Linked DNA regions of Arachis hypogaea: region 2 is linked to region 1. The links are chromatin contacts, called in public Hi-C maps. All regions are on one chromosome and are shown on one strand. The core of a region is the stretch at or near the end of the contact, and the rest is flanking DNA. Distances in the headings are between cores, read along the strand shown.

Evidence for each region. A called contact is a pair of places that touch in the nucleus more often than the background predicts.
Region 2: a contact with region 1 is called in a Hi-C map of leaf, with 3 times the contacts expected there. The contact joins the enhancer-like site here to the promoter of LOC112706299 in region 1. A contact is called at or near these places in 2 of 8 Hi-C or Micro-C datasets (both in leaf).

The regions. Positions count from the first base shown.
Region 1 is chr8:15,869,761-15,876,439 of arahy.Tifrunner.gnm2.J5K5, forward strand. LOC112706299 (receptor-like protein kinase 7) reads left to right here and starts at 4,530. Exons shown (of 2, transcript XM_025757535.2): 1 at 4,530-6,679. The coding sequence starts at 4,720.
Region 2 is chr8:15,920,172-15,927,786 of arahy.Tifrunner.gnm2.J5K5, forward strand. LOC112706301 (nuclear intron maturase 4, mitochondrial) reads right to left here. Exons shown (of 7, transcript XR_011864592.1): 6 at 6,318-7,615; 7 at 4,347-4,666. Among protein-coding and RNA genes, the nearest start is that of LOC112706300, 11 kb to the left of the region's middle. Within about 2 kb of position 3,655, at least 3 of the 3 cell types and tissues checked have open chromatin away from gene starts, as enhancers often do.

The DNA.
Region 1 (6,679 bases), core at 3,280-5,779:
GACGACGCAACGGCGGCGGCGAGCCCTAGCGGCGTGGTCTCCTTTCCCTATTCTCTTCTATCCTGTCGCAGCCCCTCTCTTCTTTCTTTCGGCGACAAACGGCTATAAGCTTCGCCGGCGCCGGCGCCGTCCGCCTCCCCCTCTTCCCTTTTCCCTTTTTCTCCCCTCCCCTTCCCCCCCCCCCCGCGTTTTCTTTTATTTTTTTTTAAATTTTATAACTTTTATTATTAAAATAGGGATAATTTAAGAACAACGTAAATTTTTTTTTATTAAAAATGACGATTTTAATACTAAAAAAACGTTAAGAATAATTTTAAATTCAAAATTACAATAAGAACGATTTCAATTTTAATCTTCAACGTTAGGGATCAAAACAATACTTTATCTCGAATAAATATACTCCATTGATATTGATAATTCGGTCTACTAAAGCTAATATGAAATTTAAGTGATAATCATATAATGTGTGCGTGCGTCGTGTCCATTGTCAATTTGTCATCTCAGCTTGTTTGGTACACTGTTTTGTCACCTTCTAATGTATTTTTTTTTCTAAAGTGGCCCCTCTTTCTTTATTTGGTGCATCACATAAGGTCAATTTTGGCGGCTATATATAGTTAAGTGATTCTCTTTCAAAAAAAATAGTTGTCTAATTTTATTTTGAATGCATGTATATAAAAATTGAGAAAATAATTTTAAAAACTAATATTTTAAGAAAAAATTAGATTTTCTTAAAGGACGCTATACTCTTGTATGTGAAAGATAAAAAGTAAAAATTTGTAATTATTTTATTTATTTAATGTTATTAACAACTTAACAAAAATTCTTAGCTTTTCTATTAATAATAAAAATAGGCAGATTTTGTGTTCCAATTTTATATTGGATATAGATGTTTATATTTATTTTAAGAGAAGAGTATCGCACTACAACAAAACAATATTTTTGCATCGTTTTTTTTTATTGTTTAGCGATGATTTTATTATGTTTAAAATTTTTTTGCAACAATTGTAAGATCGTCGCTGAATTATTTGTGATACTTTTAGAAGTATAAAATCATTATTAATTTATAATATTTGTCGGTATGTTTTTCATGTTATATTTAGTAACGATTTCAAACGGTCACTAAATTACTAATTCATGATAATTGTTTTATTTAATAACTGTTTTAAACCGTCATAATATATTTGATAATAGTTGAAAATTGTCACTAAATTACAAATTTTTCAAAAAATTTTTCTATATTTAGTGACTGTTTTAAATCATCATAATCTTTTAGTATCAGATTTATTATTTTTAAATATTTGCGTTCAAAATTATTCCAATCTTTCTGGCATCAAATTTTTTATTTTATTGGAATCCAGCTTTTGTATTCATTTGAAACACAAGATATATTTAAAAATAGATAATCTTCAAGTAATTAATAAACAGAAAAGTCTAAGAAGTCAGCAATTTGATTAAATTCTGGCCAGCATATAACCAACAAAGAAAAGTGAGTCATTAGATGAAATCTCACACCAATCTCACACCATCACAAAAGTATAGCATCTTACAATTATATATCAATTATTTTAGAGTATTGAATGTAATTATTACCATAAAATAATGTAGAGCCATATATATGTGTGTGTATAACAATATTAGATTATTTTATAGACCATATATATTTCATTTCGCAAATAGCCATTTTTTATCTTTACCTTCCGAACAACATGAATCGTGCAGTGACATGCAAAAGATAAAAATGTGGAGAATATTTTGTTATGATCCCTTACCGGAAAAAAAAAATAAAGAAAAGAGAGAGAAGATATGAATATTAGGTTAAGGATATTCATGAGTCAGATATTCATGAGTAAGAAAATTTCATATTAAGGGTAGATTTGGATAGGTCTATAAATATTCTTTTAATTTTTAATTTATAAAAAATTATAGTATTAATATTAGTATAATTTTTAAAATTAAATTATAACTTTTTAATTTTTTTTAAATATTTATAAAAAAATTAAAAATATCTTTTCTTATAATAAAAGCTTTTTATTATTTTTTTTAAAATAAATAATTTTAGAACTAAAAAATTAAATACAAAATAATTTATTTATAAATTATTTTTAATATAAATATTTATTATTTAAATTTTTTATTTAAAAAATTTTAATTAAGTTATTTGTCCATATTTTAGCCATATAAATTAAAAAAAGTGTATTATATTGGAATAATACTTTACATTTCCATTCACATATTATGCCGTACATGCTTCCCCACAATATGTCCGTAATATAAATTATAAAAGAATAAACAATGAATTCTACTAACAACTATACATTAGGTAGTGTCGTTATTATGTAAACAAAATCAATTAATTAATTAACCTCTACATTTTCTGTTTATGAAAAAACATTTTAATTATTTATGTGACAACATTTAATATAATGTTAGTGTAAATTTGTTTTCACACTAATATATAATAATACACAAAAATTAAAAAATAAAAAATATATTTTAAATATCAATTGTATCTTGTTAAATTAATACATAACATTTTAAATATTGATTGTGATATGAATCCAAAATTCAAATAATCAATTTAAATGAAAAAAATTTGAACTTTTAGCTACAGTTTTTATGGAATGTTACAAAAACCTATTTTTTAAACTAAATTAAATAGCGGCAGTTATCTAATCGCCTCAAAAAGTCTAAAATCAGTGCTGATAGATAGCAGCGATTGCTAACCGCTGCATAATGTATTCACCACTAAATACAGTTTAGCATTGGTTATTCCGACGGTCATAAAAAACCGCCGCTAAAAGTTTATCGACGTCCTTACTATCGGCGATTGACCAACCGCTGCAGAATGTTTAGCGGCGGTCAGCATCCCAAATTCCAATCACCGCCGTCTGCCGCGTTTGTTGTAGTATACGAATAAAAGGGATTCAATAGGTAGTTGTCTTTTTGGATGTCCAAACATTATTTATTAAAAACAACATAACCATATATAGGGTCTTCTTTCTTAGGCATAATGATTTCTTTCAATCTTTGAGACTTGAGAGTTAACGAGTCCAAGTCAATTGGCCAATGTTTAACACGGATACTGAGTTGGTGAGTCTTCTTTCACTCACAGCCTCATTGGATCACCACTTCTGATCTATCAGTAATATGATGTAACTTAAGCAAAAAGAACAGGGTCTTGCATTGCTAACAAATCTGAAAATATGTTTTTAAAATGTTTCAATATGAAATTTTACAATTTTAATTTCTTTATGTATGCAAAAATTAAACACAGTATATTAGTACATAATATATATAGCTGCAGGACAACAATAACGAAAAGAACCCAAATAGACACAAGAACCAAGAATTATTTCTTACCTTCATAAGATGAGTATGCAAATCTATTCTAACTTCTTAATTCATGTTCACACACATTACCAAAAAGAACATCTATACAACAAAATCTAAATCTGTCAATTATGCAAAGAGAGAGGAAAATGAAAAAGGAAACACGTGAGTGCTTTAGGAAAAGTAGCATTAACAAAGTAACAAACAAACAACCAAACCATCCACATAAAGTGTTAATCATTGAATCCAATTCTTTAGTGTTTTTATTGTGGTTTTGATCATATATAGTATAGATCTTTTGATCTTCATATTTTTATATGAAGATCACGTTATGAATTGTTAGATTATTTAATGATTTACAATATAATTTTTATCTAAAGATATTGTTATTAAAATATCCACCAATGAATAATATGCCTTGTATGTTAGATATTTATTATACTTATATATTTTAATGTACGTGAAACACTATAGCAACAAAATATGCTAGAAGTTAAGCACTAAACTGAATCACAATAAATATTTGTAAAAAAAAAAAAAAAAAACTAAATCAAATCATACATAAACCATGATAAATACAAATGTGTTCTAGGTAAAGCAGATAGTGCAGTGCTTTTTAAAAAATAAATTACTATTAAAAATAATAAATAAAATAATTAGTTATAAACATTAATTTTTTATTTCCTTAGTAAAAAACATACCTGTAACTCATTTGAAACTTTTTCAAGAAATATGATTAACCTATTTTTTTTAAGAAATATAATTAATCTAATTTACACATGCATTTAATTACGTAATATCATATCAGTAAAAATAATTATTTTTTATTTTTTGTGTATCAAAATTAAACTCTTAATAAAAAATATAATTATACTACATGTACATCAAAATCATCCATTAAAGTTAGCCAATATTATAAAATACATATTAAAATATAAATACATATTGAAAATAAATGAAACTACACATATATTTATACACAAATATATTGATGGCTGATTTTAGTGTACAAATAGTATTTCTCTATTTTTATTTAATAATAAGTATTTAAAGATGAGGAAAAAATATCAACAATGAACGACGTCCACGTTCATGCATCATCCAAAATTAATGGGAAATAAGTAAATGACAAAACCTGTTTTCACTTTTCACTAGGTGGTGGGGGATTTACTACAGCCAGTAGTGTTGAGGATTGCTGCATTGGCAATTTTGGCATTATCATCATATAAGTCACTCCCCACTATCCCCTCCATTCCCACGAGGTTCCACTTTGTTCCTTCTTTCTTATATTATATGTAACTCCCTTATCACTTTCTTACGTTTCAAGACACCTAATCACAACCTTCTTCATTCCTTCCCTTCCATTCTCCCTCATACACTTACGTCAACATGCTTCCCGCCCCTTCTTCCCACCACACTCTTCTCCTTCTCTTCGTTTCCTCATTAATCCTCGCCGTTAATTCTGACGATCGTCAACTCCTCCTCGACTTTAAGTCAACCCTTCAATCACCAAACCCCAACGCCTTCCTCTCATGGACCCCTGACAACTCCGTTTGCGCCTTCAACGGCGTTACGTGTGACGCTTCCAATTCCGTTACCGGAATCAACCTCTCCAACCGTTCCCTCACCGGCGTTCTTGATTTTCACAATCTCTGCCGCATCCAGTCTCTCCAGACTCTCGAGCTCGGTTTCAACTCTCTCCATGGAAAAATCTCCGACGACATCAGAAACTGCACCGGGCTCAAGTTCTTGGACCTTGGGAACAACAACTTCTACGGAACGTTCCCTGACATCTCACCGTTAAACAAACTGCAGTACCTGTTCTTGAACCAGAGCGGTTTCTCCGGAACTTTTCCATGGCAGTCACTGTTGAACATGACGGATTCTCTGTTACAGTTAAGCGTTGGTGATAACCCCTTCGATCTCACGCCATTTCCGAAAGAAGTTGTTAGTCTCAAGAAACTGAACTGGCTCTACCTTTCGAATTGTTCACTTGGAGGGAAAATTCCAGTCGGAATCGGCAACCTTACGGAGCTTACGGAACTGGAATTCTCCGATAACTTCGTCACCGGAGAGCTTCCCGGCGAGATCGTTAATCTGAAGAAGCTGTGGCAGCTGACGTTCTACAATAATTCCCTAAGCGGAAAGCTTCCCTTCGGTTTTCGCAACCTTACGGGACTAAACTACTTTGACGGTTCAATGAACAAACTGGAAGGCGATCTCACCGAGGTGAAGTTCTTAACCAATCTCGTTTCGTTTCAGCTCTTCGAAAACGGTTTCGGCGGTGAGATTCCGAAAGAGATCGGCGAATTCAAGAGCCTCAAGGCATTATCTCTGTATAGAAACAAATTAATTGGTGAAATCCCTCAGAGACTGGGTTCTTGGACGGAATTCGATTTCGTGGATGTTTCGGAGAACATGCTTTCGGGTCCGATTCCACCTGACATGTGCAAGAAGGGGAAAATGACTGCTCTGTTAGTGCTTCAGAACAAGCTCACCGGATCAATACCGGAAACCTACGCTTCCTGTAACACTCTTAACCGCTTCAGAGTCAGTAACAACTCGCTCTCCGGTTCCGTACCGGGAGGAATTTGGGGTCTTCCGAACGTAGATATCATAGATATTGAACTCAACAATCTAGAAGGTTCGGTTACCTCTGACATCAAGAGCGCTAAGAAACTGGCTCAGATATACGCCCGGAAGAATCGGTTATCCGGTCAGATACCAAAAGAGATTTCGGAAGCGAGTTTGTTAGTCACTATTGATCTCAGCGAGAATCAAGTTTCTGGTGAGATTCCAGATTCAATTGGAGAATTGAAACAACTCGGAAGCCTTTATTTACAGAAGAACGAGTTAACTGGATCGATACCTAAGTCTATAGGTTCTTGTACTACGCTAAACGACGTAGATTTATCGATGAACTCGCTCTCCGGCAAGATTCCTTCTTCGTTAGGATCTTTACCGGCTCTGAACTCGCTTAACATGTCTAGGAATCAACTGTCCGGCGAGATTCCGGAAAGTTTGGCGTTGCTGAGATTGAGCCTCTTTGACTTGTCGGAGAATAGGTTGACCGGGGAAATTCCTCAGGCTCTTACCATTCAAGCTTACAATGGTAGCCTCGCCGGAAACCCTGGACTCTGCAGTGTTGACTTGATCGGTTCATTCCCTCGGTGCTCTAAGGATTCTGGCATGTCAAAAGGTCTACGTACTCTTGTGGTTTGCATTCCAATTGGGTTGGTTGTAGTTATGCTCTGTTTGGCGCTTTACTTGAAGAAGAAGAACAAGAAGAACGTGAAATGTGGAGGAGGAGAGCGTTCTCTTAAAGAGGAGTATTCATGGGACGTAAAAT
Region 2 (7,615 bases), core at 2,405-4,904, 50 kb after region 1:
TAAACAGTCACACGTGTATGTTCAAAAACATGTATATATGATGATGTGCATTATGAGTGGTAAGAAGAACGAGATTCACATAACCACAATAACAAGAACAACATTTTTTCTTTAGCATGGTGGAGAGTCCATAAGGAAAAGAAGAGAAAAAAAAAAAGCAAGAAGGTTCGATAAAGAAAGAATAGTTTACTTAAATGATAAGGCATTAAGGCACAAGGCATCAACTTGGAAAGCATGCAAATTTCAGGACAGGTATGTCCTCAACATAAGTACAATAATATGTATAATGACTAATGAGGACTAAAAAAAGGGAAAAGGACTTCTGAGATTTAAAAATAATAATAATAATTAAAAAAAAAACAATATGCATATTCTGTATTTAGATTTTATTGGCTCAGTGTGCTAAAAAAACAAATAAAAGGTAAGAAAAAGTCAGAAGTATATATGTCTTGATCTCTTCTTTCTTTTTTTTTCCCTCTCAAGTTTCATTGTCATAAGACCCGAACAGAGAGGACTTTCAGTGAATCAAGCAGTCACTCTAATAAAAAGTAATTGATTTTTGCAACTATATTACACACAAACAAAAAATTAATTATGGTGTGTGTATATATTTATATTCATAAAAAAATTATTTATATTTCTATAAAAATATTTTATTGATTGTTGTAACGATCAATTATACTATCCAAAAAAGAAAAGTATAAAGTATCATGTACATAAATAGTGTATTTTTTGTAAAGTTTAACTAACATATGTTCTTAGAGTACTTATTAATGGAAGGTTTAATTTTTTTTTAATAAATACAAAATAAATATATTAAATATTTATATTTTTATATTTTCAATAAAAGATTTTTATTTATAATTTTAACATGTAACTTTAAAACATAAGAGATAAAAATTGGTGTGTTTATAAAATATTTTTGTTGTTGTTTGTTAGAACAATACAAAATTGTCCCCCTACACATACAAGTCTTTTGGCTTACAAGTTATACAAGTTGCTCCAAGTCCAAGAAAAAAACACGCGCTCCTTCAATAACACGTTCACTCTTCATCTTCTTACTCAATCAAAACGCAAACCATCAAGAAAACAAACATGCGCCCCTTCCACAACACGTTCACTCTTCCTCTTCTTCCTCAATCAAAACGCAAACCATCAAGATTCAAGGGACATTCAAAACAAACTACTACGATTCTGTAGAAACGTTCCAACTCCTCGCGAAGAGTAGAAGAAATCAAGAAGAAAAGATACAAATCTCCATCAAAAATCACCAGAAAAAAGGAAGAAACATTATTCAATGTACTGTTTTACTGTTCTTCTAGGTTTTTCTTCTAGATTGTCTCTGCCATGTGCCTCATCCTTAACCAGCAAAATATTAAAAGATTTCAAGAAGAAATATACTGTCTCTCCCTGTTTTGGGTGTATTTCTTAAATCTTTTGGGTGTATTTCTGTAATCCTTTAGGTGTATTTCTGTAACCGTTTGGGTATATTTCTGTAATCCTTTCTGTAACCGTTTGGGTGTATTTCTGTAATCGTTTTGGTGTATTTATGTAATCGTTTGAGTGTATTCCTGAAGTTCCATTATCTTCAAAACAATTTCAAAACTTGATTTCAGAAATTATAAAAATCGAAAAAAACGAAGCAAAGAGAGAACGCATGAAGGAGATCCAACAAATTTGGCAAGAAATTCGAAAAAAGAAACGAAATCTTTTGAAAAATGGAAGTTATATATTTGTGCGTTAATTGATTTGAATTGATTTAAAATTCTGTTAAAAAGGCACGTAACAAGCAGCGCGTTTAATGGGTGGGTTCGTTAAGACTTGTAAAACTTGTAAACACTTGTATGTAGAGATTAATCCTTGTGAATAATGTCAACAATGGATTCTAGACTCGGCCCAATAAAATAAAAAAAACACTTCATTTTTAAATTATTCCATAAACTCTAACATTAGGCCTAATGAATTGAATATCCACCCATTATTAATTGTGCATGAATAAAACCATCCAATTAAAAATAATGAACATTATGCCTATTAAATAAAACATCTGATATATCCATTATTAACATCATTTAGTATTTTTATTGTCTACCTATACTTTTTCTTTAATTAATGGAATAATCGATCAGATATATTATATGTGTACTATTCAGCATTATTCAGAAACTGTGCATTATCAGACAAATAAAAATGTTGCACTATAAAAGACAATAATTGTCAAGTAGACCAGTAACACACAAAATATATTACTACTAATATGCTACATTCATTATGTCATTATCTTTTTCTATGGTACTACATATATATAATAAGTGTATCCCCAGTTCCCCACCAAGGTCTAGTATCAAGGTTAAGACAAATTTAATTTAACTTGGCCATTAATAATTTCAAGTTCCAATGACTAGTAATCAATGTGATATTTGTTGACATTATTGGGAACATTACCAATATTGAGCACTTTTGGAAAATCAAGATGCCAAGTGTGGTGCTCACTGCTCACATCTTGGAGAGGTATACATATATGACTTTATCTATCACACATGTTAAAGTTATAAAACAAGAAAATTTTTATTAAAATATTAAAAATTTAAATTTTTAATATATTTATTTTATATTTATTAAATAAAAATTTTAAAAATTTTTACCAGTTTATTATATGTCTTTAAGGCACATGTTAATTAAATTCTACGTATACAAAGTAAAATAAATTAATGGCGCACCCACGTGGAGATAAGAGTTAAGGTGGGAGTCTAAACTATACATAGGTCATTTTTTACATAGAGAGAGATAAATTATTAATTTTTAATTTATTTATTTAAGATGTTATATTAACATATTTTAAATATTTATTTAAGATGTTATATTAATATATTTTAAATCAGGAAAAATCAAGAAGGGAACAAGAAGCAAAATCCTTCAGATTTCTAGCTCCTTTGGTTTTGCACGAAAATTACAATTGCATGGTTAAAAATAGCTGGCTGAAGGAGGATGATTTTTTACATAATATAGCCAGCTTTGTTGAGAAAGCTAAGATTTTGAATAGAGAAGTTTTTGGGCATGTCTTTAAGAAGAAGCAACGCATCCTTCTTAGGCTGGAGGGCGTTAATAATAAACGCTCCTTCAATCATAACCCGTTCTTGAAGAAATTACAAAAAGATTTGTGGAAAGAGTATGAAGTTATTGCTGCCCAGGAGGAAACTTATTGGCAGCTAATGTTGAGATGTGATGTTATCAACTTTGGGGATAAAAATTCTAAGTACTTTCACTTGACGGCGAATGGGAGAAGGAAGAGAAATAAAATTACAGCTCTTAAGAATGAAGATGGAGAATGGGTGGACCATGTTGACATTCTCAAAGCTTGGGGTGTTAATTTCTTTAAAAATCTTTATTGCTCTAACTTGAATTATAATTCCTTTGCTATTTCTAATCTTTTTCCCAGGTTACAGGACTCGAATTACGAAACTTTATCTAGAGAAGTGTCAAATGAGGAGATCAAGGATGTTTTTTCGATGGGGAGTTGGAAGGCTCCTGGTAATGAATAATGATGGCCTTCCGGCCAAACTCTACCAACAAACTTGGGATGTGGTGGAGACATCTCTTATAGCCTGGGTGAAAGATGTTTTTAAAGAACCTGAGACGATTACGGACGTTAACAAGACTTTAATAGCCGTTATTCTAAAATTTCCTTCACCGGAAAATTTTGGACAGTTTAGGCCTATTAATCTTTGAAATATTTGCTATAAATTTATAAACTAAATCATTGCTTCTAGATTGAAAGTTTTTATGCCTATTCTGATCACTAACATCCAATCTAGTTTTGTACCTGGCAAAATCAGTTGGATAATATACTAGTGGCCCAAGAGATTGTTCATACCATGAGAAACAAGGAAGGGTCTTATGGCTATCAAAATAGACTGGAAAAGGCCTATGATAGAATTAACTGGGCCTATGTGATGGACATTCTCAGAGACACAGATATAGCAAAAAATATTATAAAAGTTGCTAACTACTACATCTCAACACCGATTATGAACCTTCTTTGGAATGGCTCTCCGTCAGAATCTTTCACTCCAACTAGGGGAATAAGACAGAGAGACCCCTATCCCTTTATCTTTTTGTTCTTTGTATTGAGCGTCTATCTCAATTAATAAATAAACTAGTTCAAAACAAAGATTGGGAGCCTATTACTCTCTCAGGGGGGGGGGGGGGGGGGGGGGCTTAAAATCCCTCACCTTTGTTTTGTAGATGATTTTTGTATGGATGTAGAGCATTATTGTTGGGTAAATATGCATAATGTCCAAAGTTCAAATATGGATGCACTAATATCATGCAAACTGTAAACAGACTTGAGCCACGGAAAACAAGAATCAAATTAGCACTCATATAGTTCGGATTTTTCTACAGAAAAAAGTATATACTTAGTGCCTACGAATAAGGATAGCATATAAAACAACTTAAGGAAATGCTTGTTAACATGTATACATCTAACTCATTTGAAACGGAGAAACTGCATTTTTTCTTTTATTTCAAGAAAAATGAATCTCTTCCATCGTCACAAGTCACTAACAGAGGCAGGCATGCATACGATTTCAGCTCCATAAAAGCAAAGAGCAGAGCACACACCACGGTTCCATTCTTCAAGTCCCACAAGAAAGCATAGTTGTATCTGCAAACCAATTGTCTATTTGATTAAGCATAAATTGGCATAACCTTTAATAACAATTACGGGGAAAAATTTGTTATAGAAAAAATAACAAGACTACATACTAAATTAGTTGAAAGGGACTAAATCTTACCAGACAATTCATGGATCATAAAAAAAGAAGAAAATACCATGGAAGAAACTAACAATCCAAACAAAGTTAGCACAAGTCACCTTGCAGAAGAAAAGAGCATGCATGCAGTCTGTAGAAGATGGGCAGTATTTATAGGTAAAAAATCAAGGGAATAAGCAAGATGTCCAATATTTATAGACATATTACCCTGAAGGCCTGATTCACATACCGAACATTAATGTCAACTAAGGTAATGCATAAGCATGACAGATAAATATTTCGAAGTAAATAAAATTTAAGGCAACTACTAAAATTATGACTATATTACCACACAATTCGGTGAAACCATTGTGGCATTGTCCTAGACCAAGTCACCCAGCATCCCATAAGACACTTTAAAAAGGCCGAAAGTCCCAAAACCAATGGTGCAAGCCTTATGATCAATGACAACTAACCACATAGACAAGCTTTGAAAGGAACAAATCATTCCAATCCTTGCTTGCTAATCACTGAATGTCTTCATTTAACGGGAAAAACAGCATGGCGTTATGTGGTAAGCACTGCTTGAAGGACATGTAAACCATGCTGCATTTGCCATTACCCAGCTAAACAAGGATGTATATGATGTATATCTATCATGGAAATAAAAACTAGAATAAGTTATATCACAGCAGTAAGTATATAGAACTCATGTTAGAAAATATCATTTCCAAAATCAAGTCACTGGCAGATGCCAACTTGTCATTGTTAAAGATTAACCATCAGAAAAACATGCAAAATACATCACTCATGGTGGAACAATAACTGAAAACTCACTCCATATCAAAGTAGATTTTGTTCTGCGACTTCAGAACAATGAAACAGTAATAATTCAGGAACTCTATAAATTATGGCTCAGCCAAGAATTAATCCTGATTACTAGGTCGAGCAAAGAAAAATGAACAAAAGTTTAACTAAAGGAGAAACTGAATATCAAGTTCTTTTGGTCCAGAATTACACTCCAAACCTAATCTTCCCGTAAAGGGTGTCCATGATTGGTTTTCACTACTAAATGGCAATGATATAAAAAAAATCAACTTATGCACAGCAAAAACTACACTAGAAAGAGGAAAAATTGGTCACAAGTTAAATGAGAAGCTTTCTCTTATTTATTTTGTTATATATGGTAAGTTTAATCCTCAGCCTGAACCTACAATTACTTGTGTCCATAATTTGAAATCTACACCAAGACCTTTTGAGTGAACATATAGGCAATTCTAAAAGATTACATGATAATTTAATGTACATTGGCACTTGGCAGGGCAATAAAATTTCCTTATAGCCGACACCAAAAATCCAGGTTGTGTTTTCATTTTCATTTTCTGATTCCTTCGTGTGTAAATATTGTCAAATTAATTAAAATAAACTTTATTAAACAAAAATTATATGATTGAATGACCTGGAATCTGTCTACCATAAATAAATAAAATAAAACAAAAAGAGAACAGGAATTACCTTACGTTTTAAAAGAATTGGATATAAGTATTCATCTTGATCTTATACCTGATCTCTACCCGTTCTTCACCATCAATAGACTGAAGTAATACATGACCAATACCCAATCCTGATAAAGATTCTGGTATAATTGTGGACACTCACTTCCATGCACCAAAGTCAATGGACTGAAGTGATATATATCCTAGATACAAATCCCTCAGATGCTGCTTACACAACCCTATTCGTCGTTTATTTAAGCTTGGATGAATGCAAGTCGAAAACCCAGTCTTCCAACTAGGAGATTTCTGCCTTTCCATAACATGAAGAGTATAGACCCTCGGTGCTGAAGAAGAGCACCCTATGACAAAACAATTACATGGTCTTGCCTCGGTCACAATTCTTGCAAGTGATAACATACACAAACCACTGTAAGTAATTCCATACATTAATGCCTCATCGTTTTCAAAAGCTTGAGTATCTGACATTTCATTAGTCATTTCCACCTCCATATCCTGTGTTGACGGAAGCCTGCTGAGTTCTACATCAAACCGCTTTTCTATATCAGTTTCATGCACGCGGTACTTCACCGCTAAAGTACGAATGCAAGATTTCCTAACTTGATCTGATATTAAGTTTTTTATCTCATTAAAGTTAGCACAGCTTTCATACCATTTTATCCAGCGGATGATGATCCCCGAAAACCAGTCAATAATTTCAGTTGTATCTTGCATGATAAGCAAATTAGTAGAACGGGGGAATCCATTAGAAGTGGTCAATCCATATCTTAAAAGACGCTTTTTTATTGCTTCTAGAGGAGCTATAATCTCAGTTTTTGTCATCATATTTCCCAATGAGCTGTTATTATTTGGCAAAAGCTCAACAACAGAGGCTACCTCTGAAGTTATATACTGCTCTGCCTGTTTTTTAAATTCATAAAAGGAATCTGTTAGCTCTAACGGAAGAGCTGGTTCGGCAACACACTTGGATAAAATAGTTTCTTCACTTGCATGTTTTGTTTGAACATCTTGTATCCATATCTTCATTAAGTGTTTATACCAATGGTCAGTTTCCATTCCAGACTTGCGGTAACAGGAAACCCTATTCAGTATAGAACTGCTATCAGCTAAATGCTTGATTTCTGATTCCTTAACTTTCTTCAAACCATGTCCTAGCCATTTCTTCCCAATTCTAATTGTCCCATAATTCCAAGCCTCTACCTTTTGCAATGTAAATAACTCTACTTTTTCTTTTAGCTTGTGAACAGCTTTTACACCAGGACTCTCTGTAACACTTCTTTTGACTAACGTTCCTAGAAAGCGTATCCCACGAGGTCCTTCACAAGGCAATAAATCAGTTTGAACAAC